Linked DNA regions of Sus scrofa: region 2 is linked to region 1. Evidence: chromatin contacts called from public Hi-C data. All regions are on one chromosome and are shown on one strand. Each heading gives the region's core, a stretch centred on a gene start, on an enhancer-like site or on the middle of the called end of the contact. The rest is flanking DNA. Distances are from core to core; before and after follow the strand shown.

Region 1 (2,700 bases), core at 38-2,537:
TCAGCCTCAGAAGTTGAGGTTGCTCCTTATATTTGCTTATTCTTATATACCTTACAATTCTTTTTACTTCTTACTAGTTACTCCCTTGTTGCTCCAATCCCCTGTTCTAGTTAGTACTTCTTTATATTAAACTTTCCGTGTTCAAATTGCTGTGTGATTTCTCACTCCTGATGGACCCTGACCTATATATGACCAAAAAGTATTAAAATAATCTGTATTGTTTGCAAATGGGGGGAAGTAAATATTCTAAGCCATCTCTTTATGGAATGGATTAGAATTAGTATGACATGCCTTATCCAGGCCTGGCTATTAAATGAACAGAATTTTGAGAATTTGATACTGGATTTAAAGGTGACATAAGACTATGATGCTATCTATATACCATTTGTAATTATACATGTGGTTTTCAGAACCCAATTTTAAAGTACTTACTTAATTTTACTTGAGTTTTTTTTTAATGTAAACTACACTAAAGCAAATTGTAAAAGTCTGGACTTCAAAGGTAACTTGCTAGTCTTGAAAAGATGTTGCAAAATAAAAACACTATAAGGTGAATTTGTAGGTTATTAATACTAGGGGAATAAAGATAACATTCTTTTTTGAGAACTCATAGCAATAGAGGTAGTTATTGCTATTATCCCTATTTTACAAATAGAAAAATAGAGGTTCAGTAAGGTTAAGGAACTGACCTAACATGGTATTTGCAGTATGTTTCAGAGCCAGAATTTGAACTTAGGTCTTCCTGTGAGCCCTGGCTGTAAACCATTGCTCTCTGCTTCCAGAACGTTACCACAAAAGTAAATAGCAAGCTACCTGGGTAAACAAACACAGAACACTTATGTGATTTTGATCAAAGATCCAGAAAAAAGAAACTCTAATGTATCTCTAGAATGTACAGCACACCCTGAGATATTTCTGAGACAATGTATTATTCTTATCTAACAAGATATGGACAAACTGGGTGAACACTGGTGATCAAATCCCCAGAACCAAAGTGAGAACAGTGTATCAAAAAAAAGCTCAGAAGCCTTAATTCAGAGCTGAATTGAAGGCAGATGAAATATTAACAGCAGTTCTAGCAGCACAAAATGAAATATGAGATCCTGTATCAGAAATTATTAGTAACCTGTTAAAAGAAATGCTGAAAAATGGCAGTTACCAAATTAAAACTGGGAAACAGAGCCCAAATGGGAAATTTCAAAAAGTTTGGAGGAAAATAAATGACAGATTGTCCTCTTGGCTCTTATTACTATGCCATCCTAAATCCTACTTGGCAATACATGGTGGAGGTGAAATAACTGCATCACTGCCAGTGCTGGTCCTCAGATTTGTAGTCCTAAGTGTCTGTGAGGGTGTCTGGGATTGATTGGAAAAGTAGTTGGAATTTAGTAGCTTTATCTAAATTGAAGAATCTGGAGACTCTTATTATGAAAGGCTTCCTCTCATTTGTGAATTGGCCCCTTTGCTCCACTTTTGGATGCCTGGCTTCCTCCATGCCGAGCTGCACTAAATGTTTCTACATGGGAAAGCTATTCTCCTTAAGTGCTTTCAAATTTAAAGCATCTATCTGGATATGTTCATGTTTATGACTCAAAATATCTAGCATCACAAAAAGAGGGAAAGGTTAGAAATACCAAATACTGGGTAGTAAATGAAGGCGATATTTTTCCATCGGTAACTGAGTGCAAAGAAATGACTATAAGCAGAGTTGTTGAGCAGTTGGTGCCAGAGAGAAAAAGGAAATGAGCTATAGAACCATAGAATCTTAGTGTTGGCAGAGACTATGGAGTTCATGCAGTCCAACCCTATCATTTTTCAATGAAGAGACTGAGACATGGGGAGTTAAGGGACTTGACTTGCCCTAGACACATAGTTGTTTACTGACAGTCAGGCCAAAAACATTTCCCAACTCCCAGTCTGGAACTCTGTAGTTCAGCATGCTGCTGCCATTCTCTACTGAAAATTAACACTAACCCAGCCTGGAACAAAGAAGAATTCAGCATCTGTGGGGAGCAAGAAAAGTGATAAATTTTGAGATAGAAATCAGGCTGGGGAAAGGATAGGGGGAAGGCATGATTCTTTTTCCTTGTGACTCATTGGCCAAATTTGTGCAAGGCGTTTTGTGCCAGTTTACTCCCCCATGTCTTCCCACAAAAAATAATAGGATCCTTTAGTTGTAATTCCCCAGGGTTCGTATTTATGCATTCAGATTTGATTTGCTTAGAGAATTTTCCCATGTACAGGTTATCTTGATTGGTTTGTGGGTGGCATTGCTATTGATTCCCATTATTTATGTGAGCCTGACTTTTTTCTCTGCACTGATATGTGCTCCAAAGTCCTTGTAGGGAGAATCTTCTCCAAGGGAAACCCTAACTGAGGATCAGATGTAAATTTAAGATGCGAAAATTATCTTCTGTTAACCTTTTTATTCCATTAGCCTCATAGAGAAGTTGAGCCATATGGAGGCCTTATAATCAGGTGTTAGGCAAAATATTTTTCTTTATTTGGAAGCATAGGATAATTTGAAGATAACCAGTAGCAAAGAAGATACAATAAAAAATGTCCCAATAGGACTCCCTGTGAAATAGCAACATGGGTCTTTTAGACAAGTCGAATATTTTTTAGAGTAGAGCAACCGGAAATGAGAGAATCAGACAGTATGATGAAAACTACAGATGGGATGCTTTGCATGAAAAGTGA
Region 2 (2,700 bases), core at 88-2,587, 210 kb after region 1:
AATCTCTGCAGGTAGCAAGGGATACAGCCAGTCAGCACTGAGATAGAAGATCCATGTCCTCTTCAGCTTAGTCAGAGCACTTCCTGCTTTGTTTCTGATCCTGTTTCTAAGGATATTTGGCACAGTGTTTGGCTTGTACTTGGCACCACCGTCTTTGGGAAATAAGAATGCCTTACATGTGTACAGTGCTCTGGAGAACAGTTTTACACAGAGTATCCTTCTTGTTCCCTCTCAACTCTATTGTAACTGTTCATGTTCCCATTTTATGGATGAGGAAAACTGATGGAATTATATGTGCAAGTGTAGCAAGTAAGTTTTAGAGCAAGGACTGCTCTTAGGTCTTTTCTGTGTCACTACCACAATGATTTAACAGGTCATCTCCAGACACCATCCTAAAAATACACTTTTTTTCCATTTTCCCCTAAATAGACTTGCTTATACTTATTGTTGATCAGAACTGTTTGGGAGAGCAACAAGCCTCATGAGATCATCGTGAAAATGTGGGCTTTTAATACCCATAATACCAATAACACAGAGATTTCTCTGTGTTTCCACCATCCATAACATGGGGAGGATGTTCAATGAGCCTAGCACGGACCTTATGTCTGGACATTCAATCTGGAGAAGAGGTCGTCTATCCCAACTCTTCCTTCTCTTCCTGAATTTCCTTTCCATTAAAATCTCACTCCCACTCCTCAATTCAAATAATATTTAATAACTTTAATATTTTAATAACTCAGGGGCAGCCGTACCTCACATCTTTCTGTGCCCTTCCCTTCCTCCTAAGGGGCAGAATCCCTGAGTGATCCTAGTAAGTTCTGAAAAGCCTTAGCCGGGTAGATAATGGGTAAAGATCATTGCATTTCAGCTCCCTGATCCATTACACTCCTGCCTTTCACCAGCATGCAGAGCCTCGTGTTTTTTTTTTCTTCTAACAGAATAAATTAAATATGAAAGAGAAGGACTAATGTAATTCAAATAAACATGTTAATGACCCTATTTTTCCATTTGGTAACTAGACCGGATGTGGTGGAATGCCAGTTTTTTACTGAGCCTGTAATTTAAAACTTTCAACAAGGACACTTTTTTCCCCTTTTATTTCCATCCTCCACTCCCACCGCCTTTTATTCTTACAGACACTCCTTACTGTCCAATTAGTTTTGGAACACGAAAACTGTCCTCATGGCTGCCTGGAGTCACTGGGGACCTGGGCTGGTTTATCTCTGTGGGATGGCTTGGAAGTCTCGGGTTTCACTGGCGATTTCCCTGCTAGAGCTCTGTGCTGTTGGTGGGATGCGCACAAGGAGGGGGCACGATTCACACACCTCCCCTCTGGCCCCCGAACCCCATTTTGTGAAGTTTTGATGATGTTTTGCCTGCACATGCTTTGCTGCTCTGGGCGGTGCTTGCACATCACATTTGGAAACGGGGAGAGTTTAGTGTGTTGTTAACCCTGTCAGTAGCCATCCGTTCCAGTACACTTTTCTACGACTCAAAGCCATCTTCTGAAAGCTTGTTATCATCCAACTGAACCTCTTCCTGACTCAATGTCCCCCACATGACCCCTGAGTTTCTTTCTTTCCCTGTCCAACTCTAAGCTCCTTGTCTCCCTCTGCACCCCAAGAGTAGTCATGTTCCCCAGTATCCCCTAGCCCTCCTCCAGAAAACAAAACCCAAAATGAAGCCCTTTCTCTCCTCCAAATTTCTTACTTGCCACCTGCCTGCTACATTCACCCCTCCATTAGCTATAGACCCTGACTTTTCTCCAAAAGTGTGTGTGCATTTGATCCCTAATTTCTCTTCCACCCCCAAAATGTGCTGTCCCTTTGGCGTTTTACCTGCTAGAACCAGCTCTCTTGTTTCTTTTGCTTTGGTCAGTTTCCAGTGTTTGAAGGAAAACTTTTTGATCTGAATACATTTCCGTTTTTTTTTTTTTCCCCCAATTTACATGGGAGGGAGGAAAGGAGGGGAGAGGGGGCTCTGGCCCTGTTACTTCCTGTTTGTTTTGGTTCTGGAGAATGCAGACCATCTGTGCCTCTCGGAAACTAGTCTACAGCCATCGTGCTGATTCCGATATTTAACTTCTTAGTTTTTCCCTTGTTTCTCTCTAAATAATTTTCTATTCCTTCTCCAAAAACTCCAAACCCCTCATTAAATATTTCTTCCTGAAATTTCTTATCTTAATAGTACCTCTGGATACAGTTCCATTCCCATTAAGGCCAGGATTCAAATTAAGTAAACAATAATGGGAGAGGAAAAAAAGAGAGAGAAGGGAGAGAGGAAGGAGTAGGCGAAAGAAAAAAAAAAAAGTAGGTTCACTTTTTAGAAATGGATTTTACCGATTCCCAGTTCCTGTGTCCTCAAATCCATCGTTGAGGTTCAGCCTCACCTGTCAGGTGGACTTGCATTTTTCTGAAGACACATCTGTGGATGTTGGATCTCTCTAAGAGTGATCAGAGAGAGTCCCTCAGGAGTTTATTTTTCCAGCCACACAGTTTTTGGTTAAGGTCGTACTCTCTCATCATAACCAAGGCGGTTATTTCCCACAACTGGTAGAGAGCTCTCTTTTTAGAGAGCTGCTCACCAAATCCCAACATGTAGTCACCTTATGTAAAAGTCCTGTGCTCTGGATTACAGTTTTCATGCAGTTTCACCCACGAAGGTCTCAAAGAAACTAAATCTTCCTTTGGTAGGTGACTC

The links. Hi-C and Micro-C count contacts between places; a contact is called where the count stands out from the background.
Region 2: a contact with region 1 is called in a Hi-C map of subcutaneous adipose tissue, with 2.9 times the contacts expected there. The contact joins two enhancer-like sites. A contact is called at or near these places in 5 of 47 Hi-C or Micro-C datasets (heart right ventricle, liver, skeletal muscle and 1 more) and 1 of 2 datasets of contacts at active chromatin or transcription factors (skeletal muscle).

The regions. Positions count from the first base shown.
Region 1 is chr13:145,359,799-145,362,498 of Sscrofa11.1, forward strand. The region is part of intron 4 of ZBTB20 (zinc finger and BTB domain-containing protein 20); the gene reads left to right. Among named protein-coding and RNA genes, the nearest start is that of DRD3, 410 kb to the right of the region's middle. Within about 2 kb of position 1,288, at least 17 of the 83 cell types and tissues checked have an H3K27ac peak or open chromatin away from gene starts, as enhancers often do. A contact at or near this core is called in subcutaneous adipose tissue, where this site is marked.
Region 2 is chr13:145,568,669-145,571,368 of Sscrofa11.1, forward strand. All of the region lies in intron 5 of ZBTB20 (zinc finger and BTB domain-containing protein 20), which reads left to right. Among named protein-coding and RNA genes, the nearest start is that of DRD3, 200 kb to the right of the region's middle. Within about 2 kb of position 1,338, at least 23 of the 83 cell types and tissues checked have an H3K27ac peak or open chromatin away from gene starts, as enhancers often do. A contact at or near this core is called in subcutaneous adipose tissue, where this site is marked.